Linked DNA regions of Gossypium hirsutum: region 2 is linked to region 1. The links are chromatin contacts, called in public Hi-C maps. All regions are on one chromosome and are shown on one strand. Each heading gives the region's core, a stretch centred on a gene start, on an enhancer-like site or on the middle of the called end of the contact. The rest is flanking DNA. Distances are from core to core; before and after follow the strand shown. Region 1 holds the start of LOC107932601 (growth-regulating factor 1). Region 2 holds the start of LOC107932559 (heptahelical transmembrane protein 4).

What was found. Hi-C and Micro-C count contacts between places; a contact is called where the count stands out from the background.
Region 2: a contact with region 1 is called in a Hi-C map of leaf, with 2.8 times the contacts expected there. The contact joins the promoter of LOC107932559 here to the promoter of LOC107932601 in region 1. A contact is called at or near these places in 5 of 34 Hi-C or Micro-C datasets (callus, hypocotyl and leaf).

Annotation. Positions count from the first base shown.
Region 1 is chrD03:3,275,411-3,281,286 of Gossypium_hirsutum_v2.1, reverse strand. LOC107932601 (growth-regulating factor 1) reads left to right here and starts at 1,980. Exons shown (of 4, transcript XM_016864659.2): 1 at 1,980-2,668; 2 at 2,967-3,170; 3 at 3,358-3,691; 4 at 3,989-4,864. The coding sequence starts at 2,287. The coding sequence ends at 4,754.
Region 2 is chrD03:3,057,336-3,063,192 of Gossypium_hirsutum_v2.1, reverse strand. It overlaps LOC107932559 (heptahelical transmembrane protein 4), which reads right to left and starts at 3,739. Exons shown (of 4, transcript XM_016864602.2): 1 at 3,560-3,739; 2 at 2,022-2,265; 3 at 344-629. The coding sequence starts at 2,242. It overlaps LOC107932541 (a long non-coding RNA gene), which reads right to left and starts at 5,739. Exons shown (of 2, transcript XR_001693427.2): 1 at 5,448-5,739; 2 at 4,749-5,134.

The DNA of each region.
Region 1 (5,876 bases), core at 731-3,230:
TGAACAACTCCAGCTGTTGGCTGTGTTTTTGTCTGCAAGAAAACTGTTTGCAAGAAAACTGGATAAAATTGTAAAATAATAAATGAAAATATGGGCATTTTTGTCTGCAAAAAATCTATTTTGCTGGCTGTGTTTAAGCTGGAGGTTTTACCTCCAGTTGGAAATGAGGCTGCCAGTGAGATTGAATTCTTCAGTTGCACCTCACCGTTGTTTCTCCAAACGTCATCACAGTGCAGGGAAAAAGAATATTCCCTCAAAATCCCATCTCACCATGGCTGCATTGGCATCCAAAGGAAGCCTCAGTTGAAAAGAGAATAAATTTATACTCATACTTAATATTTATATTGAATAAAATAATTAATATTTTATTATTATTTGTTTTGGTAAGAGGTAGTTGGCTAGTGGAGTTAGGGATTGTCCCACTAACCAACGTTAACCCTAGATTTAAGCATACAAATTTCGTCTCCCCGTTTGATTTAGGTGTTTGGATTTGTATATTTTAAAGATGGTGGTAACAATAAGATTAATTATTATAACTGTGAGTTAAATAATTTTACTGCATTATAGAAAAAGCTCATCTAAATAAGTCCATAGTTGATATTTCTTTATTATTACATTGAGTAGGTTAAATTTTATTGGTAGTTTTTTATCATACAAAAGTTGTCAAGTTAATCATTCTACTCTAATTTAATCTTTTTCTTTTTCTTTTTTACTTTTTGAATTTTGAAAATTTAGTACTAATCTAAACGGTAGTTACTAAATTCCTTAAAATAAATTATAGATTTAAGAATATATATATAACAAAAGTAAAAAGCCTAATTTAATTATTTTTTTTAAAAAAATTCACATGTATCATTAAAATTACAAATAACTAAATCATAATAATTAAAAAAAACAGATGCATAATGGATTTAAGTCGTAATTAAAAAAATTAATTTCACAATATGTCCTCAAATTAAGATTTAAAATTTAAATTGGTTCTTAAATTTAAAATCTTTTAATTGAATTTTAAAGTATCAATCAAGTCTTTCAATAAGCTTAGTCATTAGGGACGGATCCAAAATTCTACTCTAAAGAGGGTGAAATTTCTAAATCTGAACCACCTTTTTTTAACATAAAAAAGTGTCAATTTTTTTCAGATATTTTTTTTCTTATCAAACAAATCAATTTAATATTTTTTAAAAAGTATGAAAGATTTAACTATAAAAAATTAAAAGAAAAAAATCACGCAGTATAAAATTAAATATTTCTTTCCAATATGCAAAAAAGAATAACTAATACTATGCTAAAAATTTCATAAATATCATTATAATTCCAAAAATTAAATTAAAAAGAACTTGGCCTTAGTCCTATTTCTCAATACTAAGCATCCTAAATTGTACATTCCATTTTTCATAAGATCGAACTCATCAATGTTAGAATCTGTTGAAAAATCTCTAGCTATCTCTTTTTCGATGTATGCCAATAAGTAAGTTAAAAGAAAATCATTCTTCATTCTATATATGTATGGGTATGGGCTAAATTAATTAATTTTAAAATTTGACTTTAAAATCATATTGGGCCTCTAAGTTTCAAATTATGTTTTTATTATTATCTTTTTCTTTTCAAGTAATATTTGATTTAATTATCATGTGTTTTAGTCTAAACTGGATTGAAATGTGTGAAAAGCTTTTATTTATATACTTTTATTAAGGTTAATCTTGAAAGGTTTAACCATTATGCAATGAACTAAACTCAACAAAAATATGGGTTATAGTGTTAAATCATATTACACTCTTATATTATTGAGAAGAAAAACCAAATATCTCAAAAAAAAACTAATATAAAAAATAAACTCGAAAAGAAGGAAGAGCTCTTAGAACAAGGAGAATTTTGTAACTTTGACCTTTCCTTGAAAGCAACGGATGCTTTTTTTTTTTTCACTTTAAAAGAAAAACCATGGATAAATATGTGCTAACATGTCTGGGATATATTGGCGTAGTGTGGTACTATATTATACCCTTGTTTGCTCCCTTTTTTTTATATAGTTTTTGCTCATAGTCTCTAAAATTGTGATACTTCCATTACAAAGATGAACCCCCCCCCCCCAAAAAAAATCTGATCTGAAACAGTGAAAGAAAAAACCCAAAACATAACACCTTTGTCCTTTTAAAGATGCTCCTCTCTTTCTCTGTCTTCAAACACTTGTTTTTATCCAAAGCTTCAACTTTCAACCCTTCCATGTCATCATCATCATCAACAACAACTCATGCTTTTTAGAGCCCTGTTTTTGTTTATTGGTTCTATATGGATTTTGGGGTTCTGGGTTTGGATGGTATTGTGGGTCCTAATAATGGAGCTCCATCTCCATCTCCATCTCCATCTCCATCTCCATCTCCACCAGTTGAGTCCAAGCCTAAGCTTTTCGGATCCGGGTTTACCAAGCAAGAAAGATCCTCTGATTCAGCTGAAGAAGAAGATCACTGGAAAAGTTGTAAGGTACCGAAGACAATGCCATTGCACCAAGGCATTCCTTTGTTGAGATCTAATGAAACTCCCCAACAACAACAAGATCATATGATTAGCTTCTCTTCACTCAAATCTGAACTTCCTTTTATCAGAAAAGATGGTAACTTTATGGAGAAAACTACACAAAGCAACGACTTCTCTATGTATACTAGAAATGCAGGTAATGTGTTTGAAAGTTTATGTTTTTTATTTTTTAGGTAAAAGAAAAAAAATTGGTACTTGGTGATATGATTTTGTTCATTAAAATGGGGTTTGTTTAAAGGGTTTAAGCATATTTGTTTCAATGTGATTGTGAAGGTCTTTTCATAGGCACTTACTTTATTCTTAATCCCAACATTTCTTGCTATTGGGTTCATTGACATTATTAAAATAGTTGGCAAAATAAGGACAATGGACATATGTAGCAAACAGTAAATGTTGCAGACAAGTGATTATAACCCTTAAATGTTTTGTTTCAGGATATGGTAGTGGAAACCTTAATGCAACCATGCATGGGGTTTTAACTCCATCTCAATGGATTGAGCTACAACACCAGGCATTGATCTACAAATACATCATGTCTAATGTGCCTGTACCTTCTAATTTGCTCACTCCTTTGAAGAAATCCCTTTACCCCTATGGCTTCACCAGTTCATCTGTTGGATCCTTGCCTTATAATTCATGTAAAGTTCTTATCTTGTTTGGTGCATAAACGAACAGTTTTGTGCAGAGTGATCTGTTTATGTTTTGTAGAAAGTTTTATCCAAAGCTATAGGTATCACAAATGAAAAAAAAAGGTGATTTTTAGCTATAAAGTAATTTTTTGCTTGCTTTGTCTTCATCATTGATCATTGTGTGGCTTTTATGTAGTGGGATGGGGTTCTTTCCATCTGCGGTATACTGGCAGCACCGATCCTGAGCCAGGGAGGTGTCGTCGAACGGATGGAAAGAAATGGCGTTGCTCCCGGGATGCCGTTGCTGATCAAAAGTATTGTGAAAGGCATATAAACAGGGGCCGCCATCGTTCAAGAAAGCCTGTGGAAGGCCAGACCGGCCACACTGCCACTAATTCAAAGGTGGAGTCGATGTCTTCCTCTATGTTGGCATCGGCAAAAACCAGTGGTGGTGCAGCCAATAGTCTCGCAATTGCACTGCAGCACCGGTCTGGTGCTGCTGATCCTTCTTCAGACACCCTTGTGAACAGGTAAAAAACTTGCTTTATGCTTTTGAGGTTGCTTTACTTGCTTACATTGATATTAATAATGATTATGCTTTAACTGTTTGTATACATATATTTTTCTGTTCCTTTCTCTTTACTTTAAAGTAGGACCCTATTGTGCCATCTTTACTTTTGGTGACATTGGCCACACTTGTAGTTGGGACTTAGGATTCTCCTTGCTAGGTACCTTGGTCACTCGGTTGTATAGGCTTGGATTTAACTCTTTTTTTTTTGTTGGGATCTTTCATTTTGTTCATTGCGGTTATGATTTATTCGTGGCAGAATACAAGATCAACGGGGGTTTTCGGTGTTGTCTTCCACCACCAACCTGAAATCTGATGACTCCACCACATTCACCATTACAAAACAAGGTGTTCCGTTTGTAGAATCATCTCTATCGGATTTTGGACATGTTGCTTCCGATTCTCTTGTCAATCCGTCGCATAAAAGCTATTACATGAACTCTAAGGAGTATGGTCATGGTCTGTTCCTAGACTTCACTGGTCAAGAAACACAAGATCAAACACCGCCTCACCAATTCATTGATAACTGGCCCAAGGATCAGTCTAGTCGTTCTATTGTTACTTGGCCAAATGAGTTAAAACCTGACTGGACTCAACTCTCGATGTCTATTCCTATGGTAACATCAGAGTTCTCATCAACCTTGTCCTCACCAGTGAAAGAGAAACTCGACCTTTCATCTCTTAGGTTAGTTCAGGAGTTCGATCAGATCCAAATGGGTTTAGGAGTGAACAATGACATCACTGAACAAACCAAAAGGCAACCTAACTGGATACCAATATCTTGGGGAGGTTCAATGGGAGGTCCATTAGGAGAGATCTTAAACAACACGACGAACAACGCAGGTAGCTGCCAGAACTCATCGACACTTACCTTCTTATCGGAAGGGTTGGATGGCAACCGCATACAATTGCAGAACACGCCTTTCAGTTCACTTTCGAATAGCAGCTCAGGGAGCAGTCCAATAGCTGAGAACAACAAGAAACTCCTTGGTGCTGCCTCGGTTCCTTCCATAATCAGAAGCTAATAAAACTGAGCTTGGATCAAGTTCATTAGAAGAAAGCTTGTAAGAACTTGCAGTTTGTTAATCTTTTAGTAGGAACATAGCTTTGTGGGTGTATGAAGTGATTTATGATATGATTTAAGGCCTTCGCATACATTTGAACTTTTATCCATTGAAGAACCTCCATGATTAACAGGGAAAAGTGGGGTCAAGCACTGATCAAATGATAGTGCTGAAACTTACATCATATTCATTCATACATACATACACACACACACATATATGTATAATATGCAAAATACATATTGATGATTGACTGTGATGGGGCATTATGTGGCAGACCCCTTTGACATTGTTTTCCAATTGGTAGATTGGGAACATTATTGAGATGACAAAAAGAGGATAGAGTTTCATGGACTCCTAGCAGGAGGCACATTTGTGGACTGTTCCCCACTCAGCTAACTGACCCCATTGGCTCAGGATGGTCCAGCCACTTACCCTACCCTGTGGCTTGACCTTGAATCATGATACTAATTGAAAACATGGGGACCCAATCTCTGAAACTAATATTTTGATGTTTGGTCCAGTTAGTTCTTGGGGGTTGGAATATGGACCCTTAAAATATCTGTAAGAATTTTAACAAGGATTTTGTGTCTTGAAAGAATCTAACATTAGCTGAGTAAATTCATTGGTTAACAACACAAATTTTTAGAATGTATCACTAAAAAGAAATGCTTTTTTTTTGTCAGCAAACATCAAAGAGTCTGCAAAAAACAAATATCCTTTTGTCGGCAGCTGTTAAAACAGCCTTGTAACATAAACAGAAGTGAAATTCCCTGCAAGATTTTGTGATCAATAGTTTTTTTCTTTTTTTGGATAAAAATAGGGTTTGAATGCTGTTAAAAACAGGACTCTCTGCCTTGCATGGTACAGAATTGAGTATATCATGTGATGTGCATATATGCAACATATTTTACATTAGGGTTAAATCACTTTTTCGGCTTCAACTTACAATTATTTTTACATTGAGATTTATATTATTTTTCTACAAGTCAGGCTCTGAACTCAACAATTATTTCTACATTGAGACATAAATTTTTTTTGGTCTATATTAATTCATGATATTTTTTTGAAAGCCCTAAAGTT
Region 2 (5,857 bases), core at 2,490-4,989, 220 kb after region 1:
TGTTAGATCAAAAAACAATTTGATCCTTTCTTTTAAAAACTCCATCCTTTTGTACTGTTAAAAATTAATGTGGTTGACAGAATAACCAAACAATGACACATTAGATGTTATGTGTACCACCTATTGACGTACAGAGACTAGTTTTTAACAGTAAAATTGATGAATTTTTTTAATAAAAAGACCAATTTGCTCTTTTATCTAATGAACATAAACTAATTTATCCTTTTTTGAGTATAATAGCCAAAATGCAATTCAAGTCTCTATGATACTTTTACTCAAAAACATGGCATGAGATGTTATTGAACAATAAAACGCAACATGCAACATTACTATAAACACATACATTGGATTGATTCCTAGAGGAGAAACTCTCAGGTAAACAATTATATAGAAGTTCACGGACATGCCAACCGGAGATCGACGTCTTTAACTCATCTCGAAATTTGTGTAGATCGGATATGTTGGGTAACGACGGCAAACATGTTACGAGCTCGGAATGTAATTTGTGGAGATCAGCTTTTCTCAATATATCATGAATATGACTCAAAGAGTTAAGATCAACAACCTTTGGAACTTTCATTGCAGTGTATATGGTGAGGGCAAGGAAAAGGAAGAACCCAATCAAATGCCTATCAAAATTAATAATTGTGAAACAAATATTACGAAAATACATCGTAAAAAACATGTGAGTTTGATAATTAATTTGTAACTATGCTATTTTTGTAATTTTTTTATTGTTTTTGTATTACTTATATAAAAAACTTCAAAATGGTCGTGCACTATATTCTAACATTAATTATCACAAGAATGGATTGTATGAAACTATGATTCAAAGAGAAAAAATCTGATTTGTTATTCTCCTATTAAAAAGTGATAAGGATAACGTGGATTCACAGTTTCATACCATCACAATTTCATACAATTCTTCCTCTATTTATCATAGTACAAATAAGCCACAATGGGTGTAGTCATGCGCAAATAATGGTCTTGGTCCCTTGGTTAAAAAATGAAATTCAACTTTAGTACTACTCATATTTTAATAATTCAATTTTCTCCTTTCGTTAAATAAAATAAAATTTCATTTTGAGTCCCTTTTAAAGTTAACGTATTTAATTTAAATTATTTTAATAAAAATTTTGCATAATAACATATTTAGTTCTTGAACCCTAATGTTTTTAATCATTTTGAATCTCAACCATCAAATTTAGTCTTTTTTTTTGGATGAAAAAATTAATTGGATTATTAAAATTTTAACAACAATGATGTGGCAATTAATATAACAATCCACATGTATGCCATAGAAGATTCAAATATTTTCAAAAAAAATCATAAAAAAAGTTTTAATATTAACAATGAAATATACATTGATTACCATATTACTATTATTAAAATTTAACAACTTAATCAAACTTTCTGTCCAAAAAGCAATAGTTTGACTAAAATTTGAAACTTGAGAGTCAGACTAATCCAAATAACCAATATTAAGACTAAAGTGACAAAAAATGTTCAATATTTTTTTTTAAACTTTAATCACAAAATTCCCAGCTTTGGCCATGCTTCATTGTAGGGAAAAGTATTATAGAGGCCTTTGTACTAGGAATTAGATTGCATTTTGTCCCTTCTGTGCTAAAAATGAGTAAATTAGTCTTTATATGTTAAATCAAATAGCAAAGTAGTTCTTTAGTTAAAAATTTCATCTACTTCTACTATTAAAAACTAGTCCATGCACATTAGCATGAGGTACATGTCGAAATGAGTTACATGTGGCACACCACATGTAACTGTTTTGTTATCCGTCAGCCATACCAGTTTTTAACAGTAAAAACGGATGAAAACTTTAATTGAAAGGACCAATTTATTCTTGGATTTAACATACAATGACCAATTTTCCCATTTATTGAGTAAATGGAGCAAAATCCATTCTAACTACTAATACAGGGGGCTCCATGATGCTTTGGCCTCCATGATATTTTTATCTTTTAACTGTCCAAAAAAACTAAAAGGGGTAAATGAAAACTTACGTCCAAACATTGAGAGTCTCATTGTGGATGGAGAAGATGCTAAGCAAAAGCAGTTTCATTGGCCATTCAGATCTATAATGCCCAACAATATACTCATTGTCCCTCAAATAACCAGGTAATGAATGGTATTCAACCAGTTGATACTTCACCTTCTTCCACAATCTCTTCCCTTTTCCTCCCTTTGAATTCTCCATTGTTTTTTCACCTGTCTTCACTAACATTTTCACGCATTGCACATCACTCTCTGCTTAAAAAAAAAAAAGTTTTAACAACAATAAAAACAAAAGATATAATATCAAATTGAGTCCTCAACATTTACATTTTTTTCAATTTGGCCATTATTCTTTTTAAGTTAAATTTAACCATTAACCTTTCAAAAATAATCAAATCGTTTTTAATAGAAATGCTTACTTAAATATTAATTTTTTAGTGATGGTGTGGCAACAAAGGCAAAGCCAGGAATTTAGTGTTAGAGGGCAAAAGTAGGGGCGAAACTATGGGAGCTGGCTAGGCCCCCAACCCCCTTAAAATGGAAAAAAATTTATTTAGACCTTTTAAAATTTTTAAACATTTAAATTAGTAAATGTTAAATTGCACTTTGCCCTCTCCTAAAAATATAAGAATTTGATTTAATCATTTAAAAATTATAAAGATATAACCTATTTAAATGTTGAAATTACATTTTTACTATCGTAAAAATTACAATTTAATTTCGGCCCCCTCTAAAGAATTTCTAATTTCTCCATTGAGCCAAAGGTAAAAAAAAATTTGTTTAAAAAAAGCTAATATAAATGCTTTATAAATATAAATGACTAAAATTAATAATATATCACTTAGTTAAAGGGGCAAGGCTACTGCTTGCCCCTTCTAGTTACACCCTTACCTATAGTCGAACTTCATTTTAATATTATACTATTTATCTTATATGTAATACTAATAAATAAGTTAAAATTTTAAAAGAAATTTTAAAAAAATCAAAAAATGTATTAAAAGTTCAAGAAATATTAGTATTAAACAAGTAAATTATCATGTAGGCTGTTATGTTTAAAAATTTAACGGTTTAATACATATTTCCTTGAACAAAACAATTCAACTCTTTTTTTAAAAGGATGATGACTAAATTAGACTTTTTTTTTTTAAGTTGAGTGTGAAATTTAACTAAAAAAATGAATAAAGCCAATTTGACAAAAAAATATAAATATTAAAAGCTAAATTTATAATTATACCAAAACAGAACAAAAAAAAAGACCCAATATGAAATGTAGAGAGAAAGTGGCACCTGGAAAAGAAAAATAATAATAATGAAGGAAATTGAAGAATCACCAGCAGAGAATGGAGACCCAGATGGGGATCCTTCTTTTTTATATTACAAAACTCTCAGGCGAAGGACTCTATTAACACAGTAGAATATATATATATACACACATTCATATACACCCCAAAGTTAGTTTTTGGATGATACTAATAATTAAATATTTATATGCAACAAAAAAAGAAAGAAAGAAAAAAAGACAAAGAAAGTAGGAGAAAAACCTAACCGATAATGTCTGAAACAGGGAGCAAAAGTCAGGTTCCAAGAAAGAAAATGTTAAAGAAATTGTGTTAATGAAAAATTAAAGAATGAGACTTCATTTAGTGAGATTTAAAAAGAAATCTGGTTCATTGTGGCGATGCGAAAATAGCGAAGGTTTGTTTTGTTGGGGGGAGTGGTGGAGGTGTTAGAATAGAGAATGAAGGATTAAAATGTCAAAATAATTGGTGGGATTGTTAAAAAAAATTGGGAATTTTAAAGTTTTTGTGGTGGACCACCTTTTACTATTTTGGGGATCTTAATAATATCCCAATAGCTTTGGAAGAATGCTTTTGTGGATTGGATTTCTAAATTATGATCTAGTACATTTTGGTCGATTGAGTCTTAACTCGATTGGTATGAGTATTGTTGTCAATATGGGAGTGAGTTTAAGTGCATTAAAGTGCATTATCCTCTAAATTTATGAGTTGTGGAGGGGTTATGGGTTGTTTTAGGTATTGTGTCAAAAAGAGCAAATAAGATATGATCAGAATCTATAATTAGATTGTACATTTTGAATTATTTTACAACCTAGGGTATTAAATGCTAGGTAGTTTAAGGTTGTTCACAAATCTCAAATTTTATGATTTTATTTATGTTTGTTGATAGTTTTAAATAGGAGTTGTTCGATGATTAAACTTAAGATTGATGTTAATTCAAGAGTTAAATATAAGTATTTTGTCACTTCATTTGTGATCCAGTTGATATTATTTATAATCGAAGATTTGAAAAGGAACCAGTTTACTAGTTATTTCAATTTGTTGTCCTAACCAATGTTACAATACAACTTAGAACAAGAGAGTGTAGCTAACAAATTCAAAAAGAGACTAAGGCTAAGAGATAAATCAATGCACAATATTTGTTAACAAAATTCAAAGAACAATCTTACTCTACCGAGTCTTGTTAACAAAATTCAAATATTGATTCAGATTATCTATTGGCTAAAGCCCAATCCACCCTTATAATATTGGATAATCGCAACCCAATAATGAACCCTAAATATTACAAACACTCATCCAATATTCTTTGCTTACAATCAAAATTTACTATTGTCTAAACAAAGTTACAATATTAAGCTTGGTTATAGCAAGTGAATAGATTTGTCTAACGAAGTTCAAAAATTGGCTTGATATTTCGAAAATCTAAAATTAAAAATATTAATCTTAAAAACTAAATTTAAATAAAAAAATTTGACAAAGGGAAACAAACATGTTAAACTATCCTTCCTGTACAACCCAATTTTGCCCACCCAAACCTACCCAGCCCCAACAAACTAAACCCAATTAACCCATTTACAAATACAACCCAACAAATTCATCAAACCCCATACCAGCAGACCCAAAATTAAACACCCCCAGAGCCCAATACACTAAAACCCAATCAGCCCAATTTCCCCCTAAAAAAATCAAGCTAGGGTTTCAGAAAATAAACCCTAGCGCCGCACCTAGACGCCGCCTCTAGCCTTCTGACCCTTGACCTTCTGACGCCGCCACGGTCACGTCGTCGCCGCCAACGTCCATCACCACCCCACTTGCGCCTCCACCTGCAAAAACAAAAAGAGAAACAAGCAAGAAACAGTGGCAACAACAACAAGCAGTAGATTCGGCTATAAAAGCCAAAGAAAGTGTATTTTGAAAGGGGGCTTTTTTTTTTCTTTTCTTTTTCTCTTTTCATCTATTTTGTAATACTTACCCGGAAATATAAACAAAAAAATCGAAAAGGAGATTTTTTTTATCTTTGTTTTCGCATCTTCTGTTTTCCATATTTGTTTATTTTTAATTTTTCACATACATATATACATATATATATATATTAAAAAAGGCAGTTTATTTGTAAAAAAAAAAGAAAAATATTACCTTTTGAAGGTGGCCGGCGCAGCGCCGGCACGGCAAGGCGATGATCGGTGCGACTGGGAGTTGAGAACTCCAAAAGGCCGGAGCCTTAGAGAGAAAAGAGTGAGTTTTTTGAAAAAATTTTAGAAAAAATGGGGGCTGAGTGTTTTTTTTTAGAAAAATGGGGTTTAAATACCCAGATTGAAACGACGTCGTTTTAGGCCCTCTGACCCGCGCGGTGACTCGACCCGGAGAAGGATCCGCGTGTTTTCTTAGAATGGGTTATTTCCGCTCGCAGTCCCTCTGACTTTGAAGCGTGTCGCAATTTGGCCCCTTTTCGCTATTTTCTTTTATTTTTAATTTGGCCACAAAGTTTCATGTTTGTTTCAAGTTAGTCCACTGCTGCGCTGTGTTTTGGGGGCTTCGGTTTATTT